Regions from separate parts of the Sus scrofa genome. Here region 1 is linked to region 2. The links are chromatin contacts, called in public Hi-C maps. All regions are on one chromosome and are shown on one strand. Each heading gives the region's core, a stretch centred on a gene start, on an enhancer-like site or on the middle of the called end of the contact. The rest is flanking DNA. Distances are from core to core; before and after follow the strand shown.

Region 1 (2,700 bases), core at 110-2,609, 220 kb before region 2:
AAATGCATCCGACTAGGAACCATGAGATTGTGGGTTCGATCCTGGCCTCACTCAGTGGGTTAAGGATCCGGCGTTGCCGTGAGCTGTGGTGTAGGTCGCACCTATGGCTTGGATCTGGCATTGCTGTGGCTGTAGCGAAGGCTGGCAGCAACAGCTCTGATGAGACCCCCAGCCTGGGAACCTCCATGTGCTGCAGGTGCAGCCCTAAAAATCCAAAAGACAGAAGAAAAAAAAAAAAAGAATTATAGGGCATACCTAAAGGCAAAAACACAGTTTGAACAGACAAAGCAAGCATCAGGACCAGAGCTGGATATAGCAGGAATACTGGAATAATAGAGTAATCTGAAGTAATAACTATAATATATGACAAGGGCTCTACTGAACAAAGCAGACAAGATGCAAGAACAGAGAAGTAACGTAAGCAGAGAATTGAAATTTCTATGAAAGAATCAAAATGAAATGCTAGAGATCAAAAGCTGCTACAACAGAATAAAAAATGCCTTCCATGGACTCATTAGTAGTAGTGCAGGGCTAAGAAATAATCTCTGAGATTAAGGATGTCAATAAAAGTTTCCCAAACTGAAAAACAAAGAAAAAACTCCATCATATTTAATGTGAGAAACCTGATGCCTTCCTGCGAAGACCAAGAAAAGGGTAAAGTATTTCCTCTCATCACTGAAAAATCATACTGCGAGTCCTCGCTAATACATTAAGAAAATAAAAGTTGATTATGAAGGAAGAAATAAAATTGTCTTTGTCCACAGATGACATGATTGTCTATGTGGAAAATCTGAAAATGGACCAAAAAACTCCTGGAAGTAATAAGCAATTATAACAAGGTGACAAGATACAAGGTTAGTATATAAAAGTCAATTATATCATATCCTTGAAGTGAACAAGTGGAATTTGAAATCAAAAACACACCAGCAAATACATTAGCACCAAAAGAAATTGAAAAACTTAGACATAAATCTAACAAAAAATGTATGAGATCTCTGTGAGAAAAACTACACACTCTGATAAAAGATATCAAAGAAAAGCTAAATAAATAGAAATATTCCTTGCTGATGGATAGAAGGACTCAATTATTATCCAGCTATCATCAGTTCTTCCCAACTTTATCTATAAATTCAATGCAGTCTCAATCAAGAGCTCAGCAATGTTTTGTGGAAATCAACAAATTTGGTTCTAAAATTTATATGCAGCATCCAAAGATTCAGAACAGCCAACTCAGTACTGAAGAAGAATAAAGGCAGAGACTGACACTGTGCAGCTTCCAGGCTTACTCTAAACTACAGTGTCAAGGCTGTGGTTCTGGTGAAAGGCCAGAGAGATCAATGGAGCAAATTCGAGAGCCCAGAAATAGACCCAAATAAATGCGGTCAACTGATCTTTGATCCAGGAGCAAAGGCACAGAGTGGAGCAAAGACAGTGTTTTCAACAAACTGTGCTAGTAAGAACTGAACATTCATATGCACAACAATGAATCTAGACTCAGACTTTACACCCTCCACAAAAATTAACTCAAAATGCATTATAGGCTTAAATATAAAATGCAGAACTAGAAAACTGCTAGAAGATAAACTCTAGATGACTTCGGGTACGGCGATGACTCTTTTAGATATAACACCAAAAGCCTGATCCATGGAAGAAATCGTTAAGCTAGACTTCATTAAAATGCAAAACCTCTGCTCTGCAAAAGACAATACCAACCAAATGAGAAAACAAGTCAGAGCTGGAGAAAATATTTGCAAAGAGAGATACGATAATGAATTGTGATTCCAAAATATACAAAGAAGTCCAAAACCAACAAGAAGAAAATTAACATCCTGCTTAGAAAACGGACAAAAGGACAGAACAGACACCTCACCAAACAGGATATACAGATGGCAAGCAAGCATTTGAAATCATACGTTATTAGACAAGTGTAAATTGAAACAATGAGCTGCTACTACTTCACATTAGAAGAGCCCAAATCCACGACGCGGACACTAAACACTGGCAAAGATATGGAGCAACAGGAGCCCTCATTCCCTGGGGACGGGAATGCGAAACGACGCACCTCCTTTGGAAGAAAGTCTGCCGGTTTCTTACACAACTAAACATGCCCTTACTTTGTGTACCAGCAATCATGCTCCTCGGTATCTACCCAAATGAACTGAAAACTTATGTTCACACAAAAACCTGCACACCGATGTGTATAGCCACTTTATTCATAATTGTCAAAACTTGGAAACATCCAAGATATCCCTCAGTAGGTGAATGAAGAAATAAATAGTGATACATCCATGATAATAGAATATTATTCAACACTAAAAAGAAATGAACTATCAAGCCATGAAGAGACATGAAGAAAACTTAAATGCACGGAGTTATTGTCGTGGTGCAGCAGCAACAAATCCAACTAGGATCTATAGGATACGGGTTTGATCCCTGGCCTCGCTCAGCGGGTCAGGGATCCGGCATTGCCATGAGCAGTGGTGCAGGTCGCAGATGCAGTTTGGATCCCATGTTGCTGTGGTGTAGGCTGGCAGCTGCAGCTCTGATTCAGCCCCTGGCCTGGGAACTTCCATATGCCTCACCTGCAGCCATAAAAAGGCAAAAAACCAACCAAACAAAAACTTGAATGCATACAATTCAGCAAAAAGAAGTGAAGTCTGAAAAAACTTACATAATTTATGATTTCAATATTTAACATTC
Region 2 (2,873 bases), core at 11-2,510:
AGTTCTCCTCTGAAACACTATCGTCTATAAAGAGAGCCCTCCCCACCTCCCCGGCCGCATCCAGGAACATTCCAAATCTCAAGATTAGGGAATGGATATCCTAGAGCTGATCATTTTTCAGCTGAAACTCCTGCATACCAAAAGCCCATGACCTTAGCACCAAAGCAGCTTTCCCGTTGCACTGGCTGCTGCCGTTGGGAAGGCCCTGCCTCAAACAGGACCAACTCTGTCACGTTTTTTGGATTTATGAAAGTGCAGCTGGGGGTGGGGTGGAGTGGGGAACCTGCCAGATCTAAAAGTATTCGTTTAAATCCGTTTGACACCTGCCTCCTTCAAACACGACAAACTCCAAACATTTGAGCAGCCGCCGCAGCAGCATTGGACAGATCTTGAGGCCAAACTAGGTCAGGGTTACGGTTACACTTACGTTGCACATTAACACCCTTTGTCTACAAACTTGAACACTAAGTTAAGTTCCCTTCCAGGCAGCGTGCTCGCTGGGCCTCAGAATCGGTGCAGTCTTCCCGAGACAAGAAGGGCACCAACCACCCTGCTCCATGGCTACACCAGCCTTCTCCGGACCACGCACTCTGCGGCCTCGGCAAGGCCGGGTCTCTCGGAGAAGGGGTCGCTTGGGGGTAACTCTCCTGCGCCCAAGCTGCATAACACGGATTTCACAGGGTATCTGGGCTCCCCCTTTTCTAGGGCCCCTACTTATCCGGGCGGTTTCGTGCCTGGGGTCACACTACCGTAACAGCCCAGGGCCCCGATTCCCCAGGTCTGAACCCCCGCCGGGGCGCCCCTCCCCCCACGCCCGAACCCTGCAGCCCCCCTCCCCCGACCCTTACAGCCCCCCTTCCCACCAGCCCCGCCACCGCCCCGCCCGGTCGGGCCGCGCAGGCTGCCGGGCCGGCACTAGGCCCCGCGCTCCGCCCCGGCTGCCCGCCTCACCGTTCTGCTGGTGCGGCCCCAAGCCCGGGACCGCGGGCGCGGCGGCTCCTGGGGCGGCGGCTCCGCCAAGCTTGGGAGGGATCCGGGCGCTGGCGGCCGGATGAGGAGACCCGGCAGGAGCCGACATGACGGCGCTACTGGCGGCGGCCGCGGCTCTGCTTCGGGGAGGTGGGCGGAGGGAAAGGAAGGCGGGGCCGGAGAGGAAGAGGAAGGAACGCGCGCGGCGTCACCGAGGGAGTCACCCGGGACCGCGGCGGGAGTGCCGCGCTCCACCCCGGAGCTCAGCTCGCCGCCGCGGGTGCCGGGACCCCGGTCCGCTCCGCCCGGCCCTGCCCTGTCCTGCCCTGCTCTGCCCTGCCCTGCCCTGCCGCCGCCCCGAGCCGGGAACCGCGGGACTCCCACCCCGGGTCGCTCACCGCAAGCGCGGGCGGCGAGCGCCGCAGCGCCCCCTGCAGGCGGAGCCCGGCGCGCCCAGGCCGGAGGCAGGGCCCGGGGCGGCGGCCTGCCGGCCAGCCCTACAACCTCCGGGCCCGGCGGAGCTGCTGAGGCCTCCCGGCGAGAGGGATGGATCCGGATAGTAGGGGCTCTGGGCCCACTTTCACGTGGGGTGGAGGCTGGAGCGCTGCGGGCCGGGATGGGGCAGTGCCGGGAGAGGGGTTTGGGAGCTGCGGGGTGACATCCGGAGCCCCGGGCAACGCCGGGCTGGACTGACCCCACTCACCATTCCTCGGAAGAGGAACCCTGGGTTTGGCTTTGTACTTATTTTAATCCTGAGGGTTTTTCTTTTTTTTTTTTTTTAATTTCCTTTTTCTCCCTTAAGGTTAAATTCCAAAGGAAATAGGCATTCCAGCTTCTCGTCCGTGGGGAATTACAATCCCGGGCAAAGGAAGAGGAATTTACTTAAAATCACTGACTTAAACCGGGAAAGGGGGTACTAGAGTAAGAGAAACTGAAGGGCAAACTTTATCTGCCTCATGATTTTTTGCAAGGGGTTGGCTCATCCTGTTAGGATTGAAAAGAGGAGCTGTAGCATCCGAAGCAGGAATTCAGCTTGCTTTGTCTACCTTGATGAAATCTTTGAATCTCCGGTCTGTCCCAGCATGCTAAGTGGCAAGCAAGCCCTGGAGTTCATCACTCAAGTCATTTTGCCATCGTTCGGAATCCCGAGTGTGCCACAATCATTCTGTATTAGAAATGAAATTGTTCAAAAACAGCAAATTCCGAATGGGTTCCAGCAAGATATTTCTGGAGTGACAAGGCTAATTACTGAATGATTATGCCAAGCATAAAATGCCCTATAGCCCGAGAAAAATGCAAAGCTTCACTTTAGTTGTGGCCATGAATTAATGATACTTTGTGTTCGATACACCAAATGAATTACAAACAGGATTTCAGTAGCTGGATTTGGACTTTTTAAAATTTGTCTTTACTCTTATTTCCATAATTCTGGTTAATTTTTCCTTTTCATTTTATACACGGATAAGCAACTTAAACAATAGTTTACATTATCATAACCAGAAGCTAAAATATACTAGTTCCTGCATGTGAAAAATACCTTAAGCTAAATTCGTAGGTTTTAAAAACCAATGATGTTTTTAAATGTAAATTTTTAGAATCTTTAGAGAAAATTATATTGTGCACAGAAGACAGTCCTGTCCTGGAAAGCAATATCCCATTAATAAAAACTGCTTGAATTTTTAACATTTTGGGTAGATAATTTCAAAGAAATAAAATGTAAGAGAAAGTAGTATAATAGATCATCAAATATTCACCAACCAGCATCACTTGTTAGTTCAGGGCTAATTTTGCTTCATCTATACTGACACCAACCTCCATCCTCCCCGGATTATCTTGAAACAAATCTCGTACTTTATTGGTAAGTATTCAATACGTATCTCTAAATATAAAACAAACACAATACC

What was found. Hi-C and Micro-C count contacts between places; a contact is called where the count stands out from the background.
Region 1: a Hi-C map of liver shows a contact between it and region 2, with 2.5 times the contacts expected there. The contact joins the enhancer-like site here to the promoter of SEC24B in region 2. A contact is called at or near these places in 4 of 5 promoter capture datasets (fetal liver, fetal skeletal muscle, liver and 1 more), 33 of 47 Hi-C or Micro-C datasets (adipocytes, adipose tissue, alveolar macrophages and 17 more) and 2 of 2 datasets of contacts at active chromatin or transcription factors (alveolar macrophages and skeletal muscle).

What each region holds. Positions count from the first base shown.
Region 1 is chr8:112,545,977-112,548,676 of Sscrofa11.1, forward strand. All of the region lies in intron 4 of MCUB (calcium uniporter regulatory subunit MCUb, mitochondrial), which reads right to left. Among named protein-coding and RNA genes, the nearest start is that of CASP6, 28 kb to the left of the region's middle. Within about 2 kb of position 1,360, at least 2 of the 83 cell types and tissues checked have an H3K27ac peak or open chromatin away from gene starts, as enhancers often do. A contact at or near this core is called in fetal liver and liver, where this site is marked.
Region 2 is chr8:112,761,610-112,764,482 of Sscrofa11.1, forward strand. SEC24B (protein transport protein Sec24B) reads right to left here and starts at 1,261. Exons shown (of 23, transcript XM_021101681.1): 1 at 952-1,261. The coding sequence starts at 1,078.